Regions from separate parts of the Gossypium hirsutum genome. Here region 1 is linked to region 2. Evidence: chromatin contacts called from public Hi-C data. All regions are on one chromosome and are shown on one strand. The core of a region is the stretch at or near the end of the contact, and the rest is flanking DNA. Distances in the headings are between cores, read along the strand shown. Region 1 holds the start of LOC107953216 (MLO-like protein 6). Region 2 has its middle 9.0 kb from the start of LOC107956518.

Region 1 (4,156 bases), core at 1,182-3,681, 60 kb before region 2:
TCTTCTTCCAATGATCTATTAATATATTTTTGAAAATCGAATTTGGTTTCGCTATGGGGTGCCAAGTGTGCCTGAAAAATAAAATTTAAAACATTACATATATATATAATTACTTTAATTAATGAATTTAAAAAATAAATAAAAATCAAATAATTACCATAATAAATCCATGTCGGAGAGTCAAGTAATCAACTTTAGGGACTGACCTAACAAACTGTCTAAAGAAACACACCTGCAAATAAATAAAAACAATCCCATGCGTTTTTTAACCCATTGCTGTATTATTTTGTTTATTAAATATATTATACTAAGAATATAAATGAAACAATTTTTTTTAATTAAGTATGAGTCAGGTTTAGAAAGAAAACGTGGGAAAATCAAAGATAAAAAGTCAAAAGTGTTGTAAATTTGGGCATTCTGTGGTCCTTTGTCTATAAAAGGCAGTTTGGCAACCTTAATGTTCTATATAGTTTTTTTTTTTAAATACAATTTGGGCAATCTTTAATATGGGTAATTTTACAAATAAAAAAAATGAAAACTTATTCAAATATGATATTTAATATTATTTAAAAATATGCTTATAAATAGAATAATATGTAAACCTTGGCAGTAAGGCTTTAGCATGCAATGCGTATTGTTAATTTTATTGTTGTAAAAAGGAAAAGACTATAAAGTAAAAGGAGAAGAGAGGGTGAAATTTGGTTACAATCCGCATAAGAATGGGGTTTTTGGTCCAAAAGCTAAGATGCCTCCGTCCAAATGACGTTTCCCTTGCAAATCTGAACCGCTCCGGATCTGTCACCAAATCAATTTTTATTTATTTATTTATTTTAATTTCTAAAAAAATCATCATTTTAAAACTTAATTCCCCTCTAATAAGAATTTTTCTTTTTATGTAAACATATAATTAAACATGAAGTCAATAAAGTAAAATATATAAAACGTTGGAAGATAATAAAATAATGGACCACGTTTTCAGTAAACTACACCAAAAATAATATATAGTCTGCACTAACCATGTGAGAACTGATATTCGATTGTTCCTGTTTCCTTTTCCCATCTCTTCCACCTTTTCATCTACAAAAAGAAAAGAAAAGAAAAAAAGAAGAGAGTTATTTCATGTTTTGTAAACTAGAAAGGAGGAATATTAAGAAATTAGTACCTTAGCTCTCCCCAATGCCAATGTAAGAACACAGTAAAGGACATGAAAAAGAGCTAGCACAAATATGAAAAGGTGAAGTTGGTGGATTCCTCCCGATGAAACAAACGGCACTTTACCCTGCAGCATTAATGATTTATTTACAAATCATTGATTATTTGATGCATCAATGGGGCCTCAAATTTTTCCCATTTTATGCAGTCCGATAATAACAAATCATTTGAAATGACAATTTATTCAATTTTTTTAGTTTTTTCTCATAAACTTTATTGTAATTAGATGGTGTGAAAATGAACGTTTTACCAATTTTGAGTCATAAAAGAAAAGCAACTTGAGAATATTATTACATACATAAATTAGCTGGGGTCATACCTGATCTGCACATTTGTCCACTGAAGGTCCCGCCAATGAACGCCGGAAAACTACACCCGAGTTCGAGACAGTGAGAAGTCTCCGTCGATGCTCCGTATCTGTTTTATCTTGATCATCAGATTCATTCAATTTCTCTTCTTGTTTCTTATTGCATGGATGCCAAGTAGCTGCAATTTCCTTCGATATGCATATATCTGATATTAAACCTTGTCCTACTGTTAGAAGTAAGGATATAAATCCCAGCAGCATAAGCTCTGCAAAAAAGAATACCCATAATATATATATATATATCACTTCTTTGTCTAATGGATTATTGACCTTTCAAATTCATTCATTAAATCGGGTTAAAATGTTTTACCTGATTTAATCTTTTCCAGTGCTTCATAAAGTGCTCGTTTATGCTTGTTCTTCAACCACTGCAAAAACATTAAAACAAGTATGAGATTTGGAGATTAAACAGCCATTACAAGGCCCCAAAAATGAGGTTGAAATAAAAAATCATACCTTTCCAATCATATGGAGAATGTGTTCAATGATGATTGAAATCAAAACCAAAGCAAAACAAACAACAGCAACAGCCCATGTGGGTGTTTCCTCCAGAGTTCTTCCTCCACTTCCCCCTGCCATGTTTTCCTTAATTTCCTCAAACTTCAGATTCACTTTGATGAAAACCCTCGATGATCTATTTGTGCTGATAGAATGAAGTTTGTCAAGTAGTAGCTTTAGAAACAAAGAAATATATATGAGTTCTTGAATATATCTAGAAGGAAAAGGAATGTGAATACAGATTCTTCTATCAAAAATAAGGTCTAAAATGCTTTGAATATTGTGAAAGAGAATTTTAATGAATTTTGGCAGTATTTATTTTGATGAAAGCGATATGAAAGAAAGTTGCAGCGGAAAGCAGCGTAGAAAGGCAAGTTGGGATGACTTTGACAACGCGTAGGGGCAAAAGGAAAGAGAAAATCAAAATTTAAATAATTGCCCCAGGAGTCCTATCAAAAAATTTAAAAACCAGATGTTTTAGATAAATTTGAATTTTTTGTTTTTTTTCTTCCACCTTGATGTAATTGCACATGATCACTCACCTGAGTTTTTCTTTTTCCCACTTAGACTCTTTTTGGATAATCAAGCTGTTTATTTATTATTAGTGTAAAAATAATGATGTCTATCACGATATTATAGTTAGAGACAAAAATTAAACTAAACGCAATTCACTGGAGATAAACGCTCATTCGAATCGCCTTAATCTCAAGAATTTTTAAGATTGCCTTTTTGAAAAAAAAAATTATAGAAAAATCTTTTTAATTTGATACTGAAAAAAATAAAAATATCTATTAAAAGTGATTATATAAAATAATTTTGGCATAATATCAAATTTAGTTTTCAACGTTTAAATTTATCAATTTGATCATTATTCTTTCTTAGCTAAATTTAGCCCTAGCTTTTAAAAAAGAGTCAAATTGTTCTTTTTAACAGAAATGCTAACTAAAACATAAATCCTTTTAACGACTTTGGTGTGACAACCAATATGAACATGATAGTCCACATGTTCTTTAAAGCTAACATGACACTATTTGTTTTATGTCATGCCAATGAATAATTTTAAAAATATAAAAAATAAAAATATCTAAAATCTAAAAAAATTATAAATAAATCATAACAATTCAAAAAAAAATTACTTGTCCTGGCTCCATTAAATTAAATTATTATTTTACCCATATATATTTAAAATTATTAAAAATATAAAAATGTGTTATAAAAAAATCACAAGTTTTATGTTTAAATATTTAATTGCTTTTAAAATATTAAAAATATTAAAAATAACTAGCAAAAATTAAATTGAAGCGGGGCGAACAATGGAGCGCAGATGGATGAATCCAACATCCACGAAAGTGGTAGTGGTTTTCAATATTACACAGAGGTGGATGATGGGGTAGAAAATACAAACTGTGATGCGGTAATGGATTTAGCAACTTTTGCCATCGCCTTGATCCATTACCATCCTTAATAATATCTTGACGCCCATGGATGTCGATTTTAAGAGTGAATGTTTGATCAACATATTTATTTTGTTGTTGGCACAACCAACTTTATTGAATATAGTGGAAATCAACTCTTATGGTTGTCGATTTCCACTATAAAAACACACTCATCCTTCTTTTCTTCTCATCCAAAATCTTCTCATACTCTCAAACTTTACAAAAGACTTACTCTTATTGACATAGTTTTTCAAAGAGAAACTAATTGATCACTTTGCCAACTATTTCAATATAGTGAAATATCTAATTCATTTTCTTTTATTTTTCATTATTATAAAAATATTTGTAAGATTTCCATATTTTAATATTATTTTTTACGATTTTTTAACCATATAAAAATCAAACTCTACAGACCTAACACAATTTACACTTCTTGAATGTCGACCCTTGTAAAAAAAATAGAATGTCGGTAATGACAATATATCATAAAGAAAAGAAATAAAAAATAAAGAACACACATATTTTACGTAGAAACCCTTTCGGGAAAAAACCATGGGCAAAGGAGAAGAAAATTTACTATGTCGAATTCGAATGATTACAAGAGGAATAAACTATGTCTATTTATAGGCTTGTAAAATCATGT
Region 2 (4,213 bases), core at 424-2,923:
CAAAATCAAAATATAATTATATTTTCTTGTAGTCATAAAGTAAAATTAAATTATTACAGTACAAATGGATTAAAAATTAGAATTTAAAATAAATTAATAAAACTAAAAGAAAACAACTTATAATGAAACTCAAATACCTCCGCATATAATTTACCTACAATAAATCTCAAACTTAAATACTCAAAACTCAAAATTTCCATATTTATTATAATTTTTGAATAATTGATCCATGTGAGTTTTGTCAACATTTAATATATAAGGTCAAAATCCACCTAACAATTATTCATGGCTTTTTTTCATCAAAGTATTATATATTTACTTTTCCTTATGGTATATTTATAGCTTATACTATATAGATTTTGTTAAACTCGTACATTTGGATTACTTTCATATTGTTCTTTTATGTTATGTTGTAATTTCTTTTACATATTTTGTAATTATATTAGGTTGAAAGTGTTACGTTTTAATTATTTTTACATATTATATAATTGTATTATGTTGAAATGAATGAGGTGAAATAAACATAATTATGAAACATATAAAAATATTTTATTTGTATAATTAATATAAGAAAAATTGATAAGACAATATATGTTGTTTAATTGAAATGTTTTTTTATGATGAAAATATTTTTTATATTCATTTTATGATCATGAACACTGATTATTTTAAGATTTTTAGTTTTATCTTCTAACAATGTTATTCTTAATATTTAAACTTAAATTATCTCCCTAAAAATATCATGTATCTTACTATTACACCCTTAAATTTGTCAAATAATATAAAACAACCTACAATTTTTCCCTAAAATTTGGGTTTCTATCATAATTATCCAAATGTATTCTAATTTATTAAATTGATTATTTTAGTTAGTTATCTATGAAATAATTGATTATATGCTAACTATTTTAATTAAGAACAAGATTCATAAAGAGATAACAAGATTTTTACGTGTGAGATGTTCATTTATCTCAATAAGGTGTCCTTTTATTTCAATAAATATATTCCAATTAACAACATAAAAGGAGGAGTATTAAGATTTCTTTATTGGTAGCCTAAAAAATAGAGTTTAGTTCAGTAGAATGCTTTGCAATCTTTTTTCTTTCAACTCCCGTAATAAGGATTCATGGGTGGGGAGTCTGAATGGGCCATTTAGTCAGAAAGAAAATTTGTTCTCCTAAAATATTTTTTAAGAAATTTCAATTTTACAAAATAGAGAGAAAAGAGGGGGAGATAGAGAAAAGAGAGTATTTATATGGGATTAATAAAATAATATTTTATATTTAATTATTTTATGTAAAAATATTTTTTATAAGTACATAAATTACAATAATATAATTTTATGATATTAAGAAAATAATTTTAATTTTTTACATAAAAATATCATACAGAAGATAAAATAATCTTTTAAACTAATGTATTATTCCATATAACTAAATAAAATTATTCCATTCAATCAAACAAATATGATAATGGTAGGATCTTTTTATTCCATTTTCATCGAATTAACTTACTCTTTTTCATTTTTAAATAAGCTTTAATCATAATGGTAGTGAATGGTGTGCACTATAAACATTATACTCTACCCCTAACATTTTTCTTCTTCTGACAATCACAACTATCCAAAGTGCATATCTAGCTAGCAGTTAATTTCAAAGGCCCACGTAAGAAGAGGGCCTCAAATTTTCCACATTGACTTGACTCTTCCGGCACACTGACAATTTCATGGCCTTTCCTACACGTTATCATAAAAGGGATTTCTACAACATAAATAAATAAAAACTTGTTTAGAATGTCATGATGTTGGAAGACAATTTGCAGCTATCACATCAAAATTGCCGCTCTATCCAATTTAGATAGAATTTCAACAGCTTTTGAATCCACTCCTCCAACTCATACCTATTTCATTTACCCTTTGATTGTAATCCCATTTCTTTTAAAAGCATATATGAAAAATAGTTATTATGTAATATTTCTCCTCCAAGTATTTAAAGATTTTTATTACTTAGAAGTTTTATTTCGTTATAATTTTAGGTATTAATCGTTAACTTTGGTTAAATAAAATTTCTAAACTAATTAAATTATAACACGTGATATTTTTAATTAAATAAAAATATTTAAACCAATTAAATTATGACTAATGTTCTCAGTTTCATATAGCTAAGGATTTGGAAGTAATCGACCAATTGCGTACTCATTTACATATCCATTGCAACTAAAAGATGTATAGTCTGTAAAGTCGAATACAAACACAAGTACATTACAAGTATATATTGTATGATGAATCAAACTTGGATTTACACTTCCAGAAAGAGGAATATGTGAAAGAAAGTTGAATTACCCAAAAAACCAATTGACTAGTTACCTATAAACTTCTACCATGTCCTTTTTTTCTAAGGGTAACATGAATGGAGTGTCATATCTAAAACTACGATCTATGTTAAAAAAAGAGCGTTGCTAAGAAACAATTTGCATAATTGAATTAGTGCCTGAGATAATTTCTCTCGCCCTTCTACTTTGAAGGCTCGATGCTCTCACCACTAAATTCACCTCTTGTGAATTTAGCAAATAAAATCACAACACAGAGGTTTTACTATCACTATGCACTCATACAATAAGGTTCCTCACTTAGAACATATTAAGTATTCAATTCTCTCCATACATAAACCTATACAAATCTCTCAATTATATAGAGTTTATTGAGACTTGCTTCCATAAGAATATCTATCATAATCCCTATAAAACAGGCACATACAAGTTGAATACAGTAGAATAAAAACAAACAAGATAAACAAATATTCTTCGCAACTAAGTCTTTAGTGGTCTAATCCAATCCAAGTTTTTTTTATTCAAGGGATTAGATAAGGGTAATCTTATTCAATCCAATCACCAATAAATGATTCCCCATGTGATATGATCTTCCATAATGGGCTAGATATCATCCATATATTCATCATAGCCTAAATAGTCATTTCAATAAATTCTCAACACATTAAATATGGAAATTATCTCCATATAGATTTAGTAGGCAGTGGAGTGGGTACTCCCTCTAGCATCAAATTGTCAATGTCTTAATTTTCAACAGTCACCCTAGAGATAAAGGAAGAAAAAAACGTTAGATATTTAAATTAACCCTAAGATGATCCATTTATAATTACTCAAATTTGGATTCATATGATGGAAAAAAATCTTATAAAAAAGTCTATGTTGAATTAGAATAATATATGTGATAAAATTCCAATCAGACATTTAAATGTAATATCAATTTTTCTACAAATCTTAATCGTATCGATCATAGGTTGTGATCTTGTAAAAATATTATAACATTGGTAGTATTATTATAACCCAAGTATCATAAATAGTGAGTGACATTTAGCACCGCATTACTATTACTCAAGTTGTAGAAATGTTGTGGTCCGAAAAAACTTTTTCGCGATAATGTTGTGGTCCGAAAAAATGAGTTTGATATCTCATATCAGCTCATTTGAGCATGAAAATACATTTATAGTCTCACTCAATTAGGGGACCCAAGATGTCACTCCATATATGTAAAAGACAAATATTATATTAATCAATCATATCCCATTACAAAGTTTGTGGTATACCTAACAACAATCTTCATAGTACATCCAATTACAGAAGATATTCGATTACGTCGAAATGTACAATTCCCTATGTTGGAAACTATGATGATCTCAAGTCCAAGGATTTACATACACTATTACCACAATGAGAATAACTATGACTTTCACATAATAATCCAAAAAGCACTGTCATGGTCAGTCAATCCAAGACATTATTTTCTAACATGTACATGTAGATGTCACGAGGCTAGAATTTTAGTCTCACAATCCTTGTGACCTTAGGCGATATCTTGGTTTCAAATCAGCCTAAGTAAATTGCCTAAGTCAGTCTAACTCTCGCAAAGTAAAAAATTCTCGATAAAATATCTACAATACACTAAAATTAAAGTGGAAGCAACTCAAAACGAAAAAGAAATGAAAGAACAAAGTAGCCACAAGAAAGAAAAAGCATGTCAAATGTTTGGGTAAATGCTCTCAATAGTATTCAATTGCTATGAAGGATTACAACTAAGGGGGAATGCCTCTATTTATAGTTGAGCTCCCCTAGATCTAATGGTATAGATTGAATTACATTAAGGGCTAAGATTAGTGCATTTCTACTACATAAGAGTCCTAAAAGATTTAAAGTC

What was found. Hi-C and Micro-C count contacts between places; a contact is called where the count stands out from the background.
Region 1: a Hi-C map of leaf shows a contact between it and region 2, with 2.8 times the contacts expected there. The contact joins the promoter of LOC107953216 here to the enhancer-like site in region 2. A contact is called at or near these places in 6 of 34 Hi-C or Micro-C datasets (anther, callus, cotyledon and 2 more).

What each region holds. Positions count from the first base shown.
Region 1 is chrA07:22,709,083-22,713,238 of Gossypium_hirsutum_v2.1, reverse strand. LOC107953216 (MLO-like protein 6) reads right to left here and starts at 2,431. Exons shown (of 15, transcript XM_016888455.2): 1 at 2,036-2,431; 2 at 1,890-1,947; 3 at 1,532-1,785; 4 at 1,163-1,279; 5 at 1,017-1,077; 6 at 707-795; 7 at 158-232; 8 at 1-71. The coding sequence starts at 2,158.
Region 2 is chrA07:22,648,256-22,652,468 of Gossypium_hirsutum_v2.1, reverse strand. No RefSeq gene overlaps it. Among protein-coding and RNA genes, the nearest start is that of LOC107956518, 9.0 kb to the left of the region's middle. Within about 2 kb of position 1,673, at least 1 of the 9 cell types and tissues checked has an H3K27ac peak or open chromatin away from gene starts, as enhancers often do. A contact at or near this core is called in leaf, where this site is marked.